Linked DNA regions of Bicyclus anynana: region 1 is linked to region 2. Evidence: chromatin contacts called from public Hi-C data. All regions are on one chromosome and are shown on one strand. Each heading gives the region's core, a stretch centred on a gene start, on an enhancer-like site or on the middle of the called end of the contact. The rest is flanking DNA. Distances are from core to core; before and after follow the strand shown. Region 1 overlaps LOC112048022 (gustatory and odorant receptor 22). Region 2 has its middle 30 kb from the start of LOC128198645.

The links. Hi-C and Micro-C count contacts between places; a contact is called where the count stands out from the background.
Region 1: a contact with region 2 is called in a Hi-C map of whole larva, with 5 times the contacts expected there. The contact joins two enhancer-like sites. A contact is called at or near these places in 2 of 2 Hi-C or Micro-C datasets (whole body and whole larva).

Annotation. Positions count from the first base shown.
Region 1 is chr13:9,713,565-9,719,974 of ilBicAnyn1.1, reverse strand. The region is part of intron 1 of LOC112048022 (gustatory and odorant receptor 22); the gene reads left to right. Among protein-coding and RNA genes, the nearest start is that of LOC112048022, 48 kb to the left of the region's middle. Within about 2 kb of position 3,829, at least 7 of the 8 cell types and tissues checked have open chromatin away from gene starts, as enhancers often do.
Region 2 is chr13:9,566,029-9,572,290 of ilBicAnyn1.1, reverse strand. No RefSeq gene overlaps it. Among protein-coding and RNA genes, the nearest start is that of LOC128198645, 30 kb to the right of the region's middle. Within about 2 kb of position 4,715, at least 1 of the 8 cell types and tissues checked has open chromatin away from gene starts, as enhancers often do.

The DNA.
Region 1 (6,410 bases), core at 2,580-5,079, 150 kb before region 2:
CGTTCTGAGAGACGATCGCGTTATCGTAAACGCGAATTTCTAATGAATTGAAACAGCGCCATCTCGTGCACAACTGTTTCAATTCCATATAAATTCGCGTTTACGTTAACTCGATAGTAACAGTATGAAAATATCGAAAACTCCCACTAAGCTACTGATTCTAATGACTTCTTTTTCATTTTAGTTTTTTATTTGTTTTTAACATAAATGTAAGTAATTTTACTTTTAATCAAGTGCCTGATTCTTCTATTACAAAATGTTTATTCCGTTATTAGGGAAATAAATGGGTGTGGTAATGAATCATGATTTACCACTAAATATAGTAGAAGTTAAGCATACTTTGAATCAAATAATCGTTAAAAACTTTTAGTAGTGTAGTGTAATATAATATAATATATCTTCTATACTTACTTAATATTATAAAGCTGAAGAGTTTGTTTGTTTGTTTGGTTGAACGCGTTAATCTCAAGAACTACTGTTGCGATTTGAAAAATTATTTCAATGTTAGATAGCCCATTTTTCGAGGAAGGTTATAGGCGATATATATATCTCCGTATCCTTACGGTAACCGGAACCACGCGGATAAAACCGCGCGGCGTCAACTAGTGAACAAATAAAATTAATAGAAACCATTACTTCGTACCTTACCGTAATTAAGCCTGCCTATAGTTATACTGTGCTCAACGATCCTGATATTTTACTATTCCCATTCCAAGGTTTATTCCGCTTTATTTGTATCCGAGCAATAAACAGATCGTAAACTGAACTCGGCTTAAGAGATTCTTGTATTGATTTTCCTGAGAGTATCTCCTGTTTAACCTAGATTTAACCTTTTTATTAGTCTACTCAAGTTTGCTGCATCATGGAGAATATTAAATGATATAGTCTATTGACGCATTTGTCACCTCGACCAGCAGGCTAATTCATTATCTTTGACATACGCCAGTTGACTTAGACGAAATTAAGATTTTATTTAGGTACTTTTAGCAGAAGCAGAACAATTGAAAAAAACCCATGGTTGAAAAGTATTCAGAAATCAGGAAATTAATGCAATTAATGTTACTTTCACAAATCCTAATTTAATGTTGAAATCCATGAAGCAGCTTAGATTAGACTGAAGCATGGACCTATACCTACTCGTAAAATAAAAATATAGCAACCCATATTCGGCTGTTGAGCTTGTCTCCTCTCAGAATAGAGGGGAATGGTAATAAATGAGGGATTTATCTATCAGATAAAACTTATTTTTTACTTTTACATGTGAAAAATCGTAGTACCATTTTATCTGAATCCACATAATATTATTGGGAGAAAATGGTCGACAATTTCTCTACAACTTCAAATACCTCAAGTAACATTAGTCTGTGAATAAATTCCCTACTAGCGAGCGGAATCTCCGTCGTATTAGCGACCATTTTCAAATGCTGTTTCTGTAAAGCGAGATAGATCAATTTTTGCATGGACCAGCCCATTTATATGTTAGTAATATAAAAATTCTGCTCTGTTAATTCGTACAAAGAAAAGGCCGTGATAGCCCAGTGGATAAACCTCTGCCTCCGATTCCGGAAAGTGTGGGTTCGAATCCGATCCGGGGCATGCACCTCCAACTTAGCAGTTGTGTGCATTTTAAGTAATTAAATATCACGTGTCTCAAACGGTGAAGGAAAACATCGTGTAGAAACCGAAAGGGGTGTGAAAGTTATTCCACTTCCATCTTAGATTGTCCATCAGGTGAGATTCTAGTCAAGGGTCCACCATCAGGTGAGATTCTAGTCAAGGGTTAACTTGTAAAGAATTTAAAAAAAATCATAATAATACTCCAAAATCTCCTTCAGCTGTACTCGTATATTTCAAAGTCAAGTTTGTTTAATCGATGCGGCTAAGCAAGCTAATTGTGTTAGACAGCAAGTTTAGCGCATCACTGAACACGTGGTGGGCAGATTCATCTCGTCGCAAAGAAATTCAATTATCCCAGGTATCTCCGGTCCATGTCCTCACTTGACTACACGAGCTACCATGTCATTATACTGGTAAAGAACAAACGACTCTAATATTGTAGTAATAAAGTTCAAAATGCCATGCGTTGCACGTTACACAATTTTACGGATGCTGGCCGATCTGATAATGCTATTAATATTAGCGTATAAAATTGTTAGCATATTGACCACCTCTATGACGCAGTTTTTAGCGTTGCTTTACAGCTGGGGTATATAGTTCGATTCCTGGTTAGGGTCAATTTTGGAATTTTTAGAGTTTGAAGACCATGAGTCGTCTTTATTATTTCTTTCGAAGATTTGTGGGAAGTTACGTATGTTGATGTTTTGCCGTTAATATAAGGCTTATCGTTAAATCCATATCGAATCGGAAAGCTGTACTATGGCGTGTATGTACTCATGATTGATTGCCTTCTGTATCCTTGACTATGACCCTTGAGACAACAGCAGAACAAAACTAACAATAACTTATTATTATAATTTTTACTATTGTATCTTTAGTTTCATTCAATAAAACTAAATTGGTAATGAAAATAAAAAAAAAAAACTTCTAACTTAAAAGGCTACTTCGTTTTTTTTGTTCTGGTGTCAACTACTTTATACCCTATACCTACGATAAATCTTACCTTAGTTTAGTGACTGGTACTTCCACATTAACAAGCTCTCAGAGCGCATTTAACAAAAGTCGCCGGTCGAGTTTATATTGTTCTCAGCTTGCACTTAAAAGTTGCCCGGCCAAAGTGCAAGTTGGAGTGTTTCAAAATTGTAGTTTTGTTGTTAAGTATGTAGGAAGGTCAGCATTGGAGCTTACAGCTAATGCACGTGAAGGATTATTGGTACTTTCAGTTGACACGTGCATTTATTACCTATAATCTACTAACCTGCGACTTCGTTTCCGTAAAAGCTATTTACAAATCCCACAGGAGCCGTGGATTTATCCGGATTACAATGTTTAAAAGTTAATGTAGGATTTAATGTATCTGCAAAATGTATTTTTTAAATATTATTTAAAACTATTCATTTGCGGCGTTACTAACGATTCAGTAGGTATATTATGTCGCTGATATTGAAACAGACTAACTTTTTCCTTTGGAATACCTAGTAGCGTGCAGTGGTGTGCACAACACCTTTTACTGGGGTAAGAATTATTTATGTACTTAGAAATTGTACAAAATGGCAAATTACTTCTGCACAATCACCCCAAAAGAGTGGGTGTGCATAGAAGCAAAAATGCCTACCCAGAGAATTCATTATGTGTATGGTATACATAATGAGGTAGGTATATTAAGGTAGGCATTTTTGCTTCTATGTATACTTACCTACTATTTCTGGAGTGTAATGAAGTTTATGTTCATAACTTTCTCAACTAATACTTACAAATCATTGAAGAGGATCAGAAGGAGGTACCTGGCAGGTGCACCAAGTAATTTCCATCATTTCAAAGTTATGTCATCAGAACTTTTCAGATTTGACATTGATCAGATAAATATTGAAATTTTTAATTTCTAGGAAGTGGCTAAAATTAAGCTTCCGAGATTTGACCCATACCAGACTTACCTACAAGTATGGATTTGTAGATATACGTACCTATGTACTGTACGTACCGTACAAACTAATAAATCAAATCAAAAGAAAGGCTACAAGAATCATTACATGAAGTATTCATGAAAATTAATAATTTCATTTTAAGCGTCAAAAAATCGTTTTTTATCTATGAAAAAAGCTGAACCAAAAATACTTATGTAAAAAATGAACTTTAATATAATCCGCCATGGGGAGCGCCATCTAACCATAAATCAGAAATTTTCTATGCAACTTTACATTCATTCACCTTGGAGGTTAGTTTCAAAAGTAAAAGTAACCACCAACAACAAGAACTTCCATTCTATGATAGCAGATGGCAGGACGGACGTTATTATAAAAGTTCTACTACTCGCCGCTAGATGTCGCTTACATACCAAGCCTGTTCAGAGTTAAATAAAATGTAAATAAAACTGGCTGGATTGGGGGCGCCACTAGAAACATAACAGAACAAACGGTCTGTTTAATAATATGAATACTTATATAAATGAATAACGAATATTGAAAAATTAATTCCTCTTGTCTGCAACAGAACATAATTACAAAATAATGTTATTCTGTGGCAGTTATAAAATGAGCCATATTTGCTACAGGACTTTTGAAATTAATCATGAGTTATAACCAATTAATGATTTTTTTCATAAATGAGATACCTAAAACTTGAATTAAAAATTTTGACACGATTTGCTGACAAGATTAAATTTTATTGGTTTAGGTACACTGGTGAAAGAATTTCTCAAATTAGTCCAGTTGTTTCAAAGCATATTCAATGCAAACTTACAAACAATTAAATCTTTTCTAAAAATAAGTAAGTACCTATTAATAGAGAAAATCGGTGTAAACTTTCATTCCTTTTTAACTCCATACCTTTGTAGCTGAGCTTTTTTTATACAACTTTTTTTCAATCAAGTTGATTTGCAAAAAAAGTTATGAAAAATATTTTCTTCATACATTTTTTACATAATTGCTGCTATTCGAAGCAGAGAAAAAAAATGAAAAATCATACAAATCGTTCAAGCTATCTAAAGTTGACGTATCTCGTTTTCGCGTCGCATTTTCAGTTTTGTTATTTTTTAGTTCATTTTACATTTTATTTTACGTAATCATCCAATTTAACTGTCAAGTTGAACGATTTGCGTGCGGTTCATCTAATGCCGCCATAGCAGCGCCGCCCCCTCGCCTGCACCAATGCGCGCGCGCATGCGAAATGACATGCAAAATTACCCTCAACTGTCCGGCAAATTACAGGTTACACTCTACGTAAATGTTGGACATGTATTACGAGTATGTGCAATTTCCTTCCTCTATTATATACAAAAATAGTAAATATATACTTATTCGTAGTTTACGTACTTGTCTTATTTCACAGATTTTGCGACAGGGCCGGATTAATGAGGTCTAAGGGCTGACGAAGTTTCGGGCGTCTGCTAATAACAGTGTGTAAGTAGGTATATGTTTGTTCCTCTTTTACGCTGCGGCAACAGGAGCGATTTGGGTGAAATATGGAATGGAAATAGATTTTACTCTGGATTAACACATATGCTACTTTCCATCCCGGAAAAATCGATGGTTCCCATGGGATTTGTGAAAATCTGAACGCACGGAAGAAGTTGCGGGCGTCCGCTATCTATACTAATATTATAAAGCTGAAGAGTTTGTTTGTTTGTTTGATTGAACGCGCTACTCTCACTTGAATCTCAGGAACTACTGGTCCGATTTGCAAAATTATTTCAGTGTTAGATAGCCCATTTATCGAGGAAGGCTATAGGCTATATATTATCCCCATATTCCTACGGGAACCGGAACCACGCGGGTAAAACCGCGCGGCGTCAGCTAGTTATTATATATGAGTGCCATTTGATACTTATTTTTTTTTAATTAGTTGTCTATTTTAATATGCTAAAGAGAACAGATTTGATTGTTTGTTTATTTGTTTGATTTTAATAGGCTCATAAACTACTACACCGATTTTAAAAAATCTTTCACTATTAGGAAGCTACAAAGTACACTATCCCCGGGTGCAATAGGCTATATTTTATTCTCGTATTCCTACGGGAACGGGATCTACGTGAGTGAAACCGCGTGAAGTCTGCTAGTGTAACATAAATACTTTGCGTTTAAATTTATTTTTCTTTTAAAGAAGTTCACTCACACACTAATTGATATCGATATATTTCGGACCCTTATTCCATGTACCTACTATACGAAATTCATAATGTTTATATTTTTGATATGAGTCAACTACCCTATTCGTGAGGTTTTGTTTAGAAAGAACTAACCCTTGACATGAATTTAGGCTTAGGTTTTAGGCGCTAGTTACAGTTACGGGATGTCTTTGAGATGGAAATGAGTTATTTATTTACCTACCTTTTTATAAGAGATCTTTATTATTTATCACAGATTTTTCATTTTAATGTAAGGTCTTTTTTAACCGACTTCAAAAAGGAGGAGGTTCTCAATTCGGTCGGTATTTTTTTTTTATGTATGTACACCGATTACTCAAAGACGCCTGGACCGATTTAAAAAATTCCTTTTTTTTAACTTCGATATCAATATCAATTGATTTTGCGTACCTATATAGCATTCCTTTGACTCTAAAGGACTTGACAGACATTATTTATGGTGTAATCATCTAGAATGAGGGAAGAGCGATGAAAGTTGCGACACGGTTTATACTAGTGCAGGTTTCATCACGTTAATTATTTGTATTTACACATTTAATTTTTGGATTAACCCATTTAAGTATACTTATATAGTAGGGTGATTGTGGGAACAGTGGGTCACCCTTTTTTCCGAGTCATATATCTCAAAAACCATAAAAGCTATCGATGTCAA
Region 2 (6,262 bases), core at 3,466-5,965:
CCTATATTACATTAACCCTAAATCCATCCGTGTGTAACCAAATAAAGGGGCTAACAAATCGGCTACAGAATAAGCCCCCACGAAACCGACCAATCGCGACCCGCCGGCGTCTTTACTTTCCCGTCACCCTACACTATTCAATTATGTATAATTTTTACGCCCTTTTAAGCTTTCCTAAAAATTAAATCATCATCAAAAACATCCAAAAATAGTCAAGCAGTAATTCACTATCGTTGACGTATGTTAGTTTACATTATTTGAGATTCTATGTAACAAATGTCATGCGATGCTTACTGGTTGATATCATACAGTATGTAGTCGCTATTTGTAAAAAAAAGTTCTTTTGTCTTAGTCATCATCATCATCATAATTAACAGCTGCTGGAGCTGGACATAGGCCTCGACTTGCAATTCCAAACAAAACGGTATCGAGCCGCGAGTATCCAGCGACACCCTGCAACCCGCTTGAATATGTCCTCAGTCCACCTAGTGGGGGCTAACACTGCGCTTTCCGGTGCGGGGTCGCCATTCCAGCACCTTGGGACCCCAACGTCCATCGGCTCTTCGAACTATGTGGCCTGCTCATTGCCCCTTCAGCTTCGCGACTCACTGACCTATATTAGTAACTTTGGTTCTTCTGCGGATCTCCTCACTTCTGATTCGATCACGCAGAGAAACCTCAAACATAGCTCGCTCCATCGCCCGCTGAGTGACTTGAACCTTTTTATGAGGGCCACAGTTAGCGACCAAGTTTCGGATACCTAAGTAGGCACCGTATAAATAACTATAAGCACTTGATGAAAATGTTATTTTTAATCACAGACAGACGCTTTCATTTTATTCATATTAAGTAGTATTATTGTGATAAAGTTAAATAAAATCTTATAAAAAGTTACAATTTTCTATTTGAAAAATTGTTTACGAAATGTTTGTTCCATAAAGTTACATTTATTTATGCATAAGCATATTCCCTTACGTCCGGTTTTATTGCCACTAAAGTATGAAATTGCACATTAGTAAACCTTTCACATTGGAGCTGGTATGGACATAACTCGAGATTTAGTTTTAGCGAGCATTTTCTGTCACAAGATGCCATACTATATTTTTATGGAAAAAATATATTGCCGCTCTTCATTTTATAGCTTTAAGTATTTTTTTTTACCTAAATTGCTGTTTTAATTTTGGCATTAGTTAAACATTACATTTAGTTAAGGTACTGTCACTGTAATTTACTAATATTTACTTCATCTCGTGTTATTTAAATTTACGAGATGGGGAAGTATGTATTTGTTTTCAATTTGTATCAATTTCTTTACTTTTTGTCGTCTTTTGAAAGAAAAATTAATTCAAAAATAAAATTGACCCACCCACACTTATGTACACACAATAATTGATATTTTTAATAAAAAGGTATATGATTAATTGTCCGGCTTAAAATTGACCCATTTGTAAATTACTAATTGTCAAGTAACATTTTTTTTATCGACATGCTTTATTATGCTCGTTAGAACTTAACATATCATTATGAAAAAAAGCTACCATTTATACAAATTTAACGTTGCAGCTGCATAATTAATTAATGAATAAGATTTGTGTCACCTAATTAAACTAACAAAAACTGCACAAAGCAAAATAATAATTAAATATTAAAATGTAACAAGTGGCAATTAGAAAATAATCCAGATTAAATTTGTGTAACGATTTGTTAACTCGAGAACTTACTCTGAGCTCATTAACATTTAGCGAAACGAATTTTCCAAATGAGTGGCTCATTTACATTAAGGCTTTTGTTAGCCGTTCTCAGGGCGACCTTCTTTTGGTCACCTCTAGCTAATTTGGTCAGTTAATATCATTATTTTAACTGTCGTTATTATCAACGTTCGTAATTTTTACAGTTACTTTCGCATTAGTTAACAAAGGAAATATTTTATACAAATAACGATTACTTTGACGTAGTTAGTATACTTGGGAGGTTTTAAATTTGACTCTTTGATTGGGTCAGTTTGTGGATTTTAAATTTTCTAAAATCAACTAAAGTATAGTGGTTTAGTCGGTGATATACTAGACATAGGGCACTAGCGTATAAAAACTGAGGCGGACAAATTGTCTTAATTTCATTTAGTCGCTTATTAATCAACGAAAGTTGTTTATACACATATTACCTAAATATTGTCTACAATGTCAAGTTGTGTGTTTAGGAAGTGTAAAAAATATATAAATTGGATTTAGTCTCAGAACAAATTGTATAAGACCTGCCTCGCTAGACGTTACTTTTCTGTCAAAGTATATGATCAACGATCTAATGCAATTATAAAAACTGTCTCTATAGTATCGATGTTTCATAGTTGTATTACGTATTTGTCGGTTAAAGAGCTCCGTAACAATACTTTTTTGTGTAGTTGAATGGTGTAAAAAACGGGTTAAAACTACTAGTTTAGTATAAGATATATACCAAATCTAAGCTCGTTTTCCTCCGAAAATGACAGACAATTTTATCGGTGAATTTGGGTGCGATACCCGGTCCCTCCATAATTGGTCTGAGAGTTTAGTAGACTTCGTGCGCGGTTTTCACCCTCTGCACGATTTAGTATTGGTTTATAGGAACAAATTAAGTATATAACTGTACCCTAAATTATAAAAGTACTTATAATTCATATAATTTCATTATTACTTGCCATAAGTAAGATCACATTCAATTATTGAATAAAAAAAAATATTGTTGCACATTAGTGCGTCGTTTTCAAATAACTAATAAAACTTTCGACTCTTTGCAGTTCACAAAGCAAACGCCGCTAATGTCTCAATTTCAAGAAGACCTCCTTCGGTCAGCAAACACACCGCCCCCCAAAGGATCCCACTGCGCTGCCACGGCTAGGCAAGTTATCACTCGACTACAGTTGCAGTGTGCAATAAATTAGGTAATTACGTGACAACAAAACCGTGAGATATCGCGCCGTGGGCGAGGAGGACTCGCAAGTCGAATGGTCCCCCGCTGGTTCAGACCTCACCGATCGGGCGAAGGTACGAACACTTCTGTCACATCAGACCGCCTTTGTTCCCCCAAATTTGCTATCCCTTTTCGCCGGCTGAAAATGCGCTTAAAAAAACGAGACGACCAATCGTCGGCAGCCCTTTGGGCCGCGCTCATCATTTTTCACGTCTTATTCAATAACTCGCTGCGTAGTCGTCGAGATAGTGATCGAGTTTTGAAATATTTCGTTGAGAGAGCGCTACATTCCCAAGGATATGGTGTTACTTCGCGTGCGGAATGTTGGACGCGTATTGTTATTATTATACATGCCAGTTCGGGATGCTCCCTGTTGTCAGGCCGATGGTACATTGCCAAATATGGACATAGATTTATGTTCAATTAGCACAAATATGTTTATGGATGAAATCTTAAATTCTTTTAAGGCTTTAAAAACTTAAGCAAATCGGATGTTTAACTTAGTGCATAAATTATAAAAAAAGACTTAAACAAAAAACATAAAATACATGTTATAAATTAATTGAAAAAATAAACAGATTGCTCTAAATTTTTATATAAAAATCGTGCGCCTATTACATATTTATTTATAGGTACCTACTATAAATAAATATGTGGGCTTTTGCATAGATGTTGCAAAAATTACAACGAAAATTCAGTCATGAAAAATTTTCACGTTAATTTTTCATACCACTTTGAATTGTAATGTCTCTCTTTACATTAGGAAAATGTATCACGTTATTTTTTCATGTCTGAATTTTAGTGGTAATTATTGAAAAATCTATGCAAAAGCTCACATATTTATACCAAGTTTTGCGTGTCCACAAGTTAATAAATATACCATCATAAACATAATATTTATAAAAATTTAAATGTAATACGAAAGCGTACCTACCTACCGGACATGGCGGCCCAAAACGCAAGAAAGACGTCAATGAATCATCTAATTGTTCATTTGCATCACCGCGCACATTATGTGCCTCCTCGGACGCGTCAAGGCGTTACAAGTCCAGTGTAATGTCGTTTGCTGACAACAATATACAAGTACGAGTACAGTCAGCCGCTAATATAATAATATTAATAAAAACTATTTTTTATAAATTTTTAATAGTGTATTGTTTTTTGTATTGACATTGTTAACATTCAAAAAAAAGGACATAAATAAATGATAGAAAAAAACCAATACAAAGACAGTCAATTTAAGCCCGCTAATCTATAAATTTTGAACTGATGTAAAATAAGTATCGATTACAATGATATTTCATAATATGTTTGGAAAGTCTCCAAAAAATGCAGGTAATATAGTTAGTAAATATATTTTACGTTTTTTCATTATGATTCTAAGACATTTATGCATAAGATACCTTGCTCTCTTGGACACGCGTCATTTATGCAAGAGGTTAACACGTTGTAAATTATTTTAAAATCTTGCTTTACTTGACACTCGAAAGAAAAGTGTTTCTACATTAAATGCAAAATCACAAAATTACCTCAATAATTAGGAATAGATAGGTAAATAGAAAGTTAACACAACATATCTGACGCTGAGTGTACATTACAAACCCTTTGTGTCCCACATAAAAGAAACCCAGCACTTTGTTTGGCTGTAACAATTATTGTAAAAATGATTATTCGCAGTCGGCTACTTTAACGGATTAACACGTATTGTACCAGATAGGCACATTCGCATTCGACTGTACTTTTGTATATTGTTGAGATGGAGACATTCGGAAACTGTTTAGTTAAATAGTTAATACTCGAATAAGGTACAGTTACGCCCATTGAGTGTTTAGCGCAGATGCTAATCTGTAAAACAAAGTGGTTAGTTTTGCAAACTGGAAGGTTTAGCTATACCCGTGTTATCTGGACTGCGATCTTGCGTGGATTATGGCTTTGATGGACCGCACTTTGCGGGGATATTTGGTTGGCATGCCCCATTTATGTTGAGCGAGATTAAACATCTTGTAACAGTAAATAAAAAAAAAGCTTAAGCTGTGAAGATTATAAAAATAATGAGATATGAGTTTATTTTTATGTGTGCGGAAGTTTGTCTATTTACTTGCTTGATAGTTTTTTTTTGTAAGTAAATGTCGGTACGTCTACTAAGTTCTACTATAATAGGTATCTCATTAAATTAAATAGAAGAATAATAATTATAAAAAACGTAGTTAACGAACTAATTGAAACATTTAACGCTATTAAATATAGGGTTTTCTAAAACATAGTGGATCGTAACTGGATTGATATGAAATTCATAATAATTGATTACCTTAAATCCCAATAAACTACTTATAGATTTCATAAAGATGATTACATACTAGTTTCCTATGTAATATTATAGTCGTAGGAACGCGTAGTAATACTTAAAAGCTCATAAATTCAAAATGTTTATTAATTCAGTAAATCAAAGTAACATAACCTGAAAATAGCTATAATTAGTTTTGAAACCCCGTAATATAAATGCTTGAAACATATGAAGTACAGTAAAGGCTTACAATAGCAACAGAAGTAGGTCCACCGGTGCCAATTCATAAGACTTTATCAATGAACCGTGCTTCGTGGAACCAGACCACCGCTGAAAAGGAAAAACGTGAAAAAAGTTCCGAGAAATCTCCGAATCTGTCTGCGAACTCGCCAATTTGTTTTGAAATTCCCATATCCGGTGGCGCCTAGGAGTTTGAGATTTAATAACACTCCTCAACTAACGAACGGTTTATAATCTTGTGGTGAGAGATCAAAGACCCGCTCCACCGCTAATTCAACCGCTGTCGGTACGTAAGCCATAAATCCTAAACGTTTAAGCCGCTCGTTGGGAACGCCGTCAAATTAAGTGTTTTGTTTAATATGGTATTGTGTTACTGTTCAGTCTTCATGTTTAATAACGGATCGATTTATCTTACAAATTTTTATAACATATACATTATAATCATCAATATTTTTAAAGACCAGGGGCGTATCCACCGCCGTATCAACCATATCAAAGACAAGCTGACGCCGCGCGGTTTCACCCGCGTGGTTCCCGTTCTCTTAGGAATACGGTGATAATATATAGCCTATAACCTTCCTCGATAAATGGGCTATCTAACAGTAAAAGATTTTTTTGAATCGGACCAAAGACACAAACAAACCAACAAACTCTTCAGCTTTATAATATTAGCTGGTTCAAAAATTACCTACTAAAATGTAGGTAATCCACAATCTCTCTTTTTCCCTGATTAAGCGTGCGCCCAAAAGTTGGAAACATCCTACATAGGTTAAGTCATTTCATATTTATTTT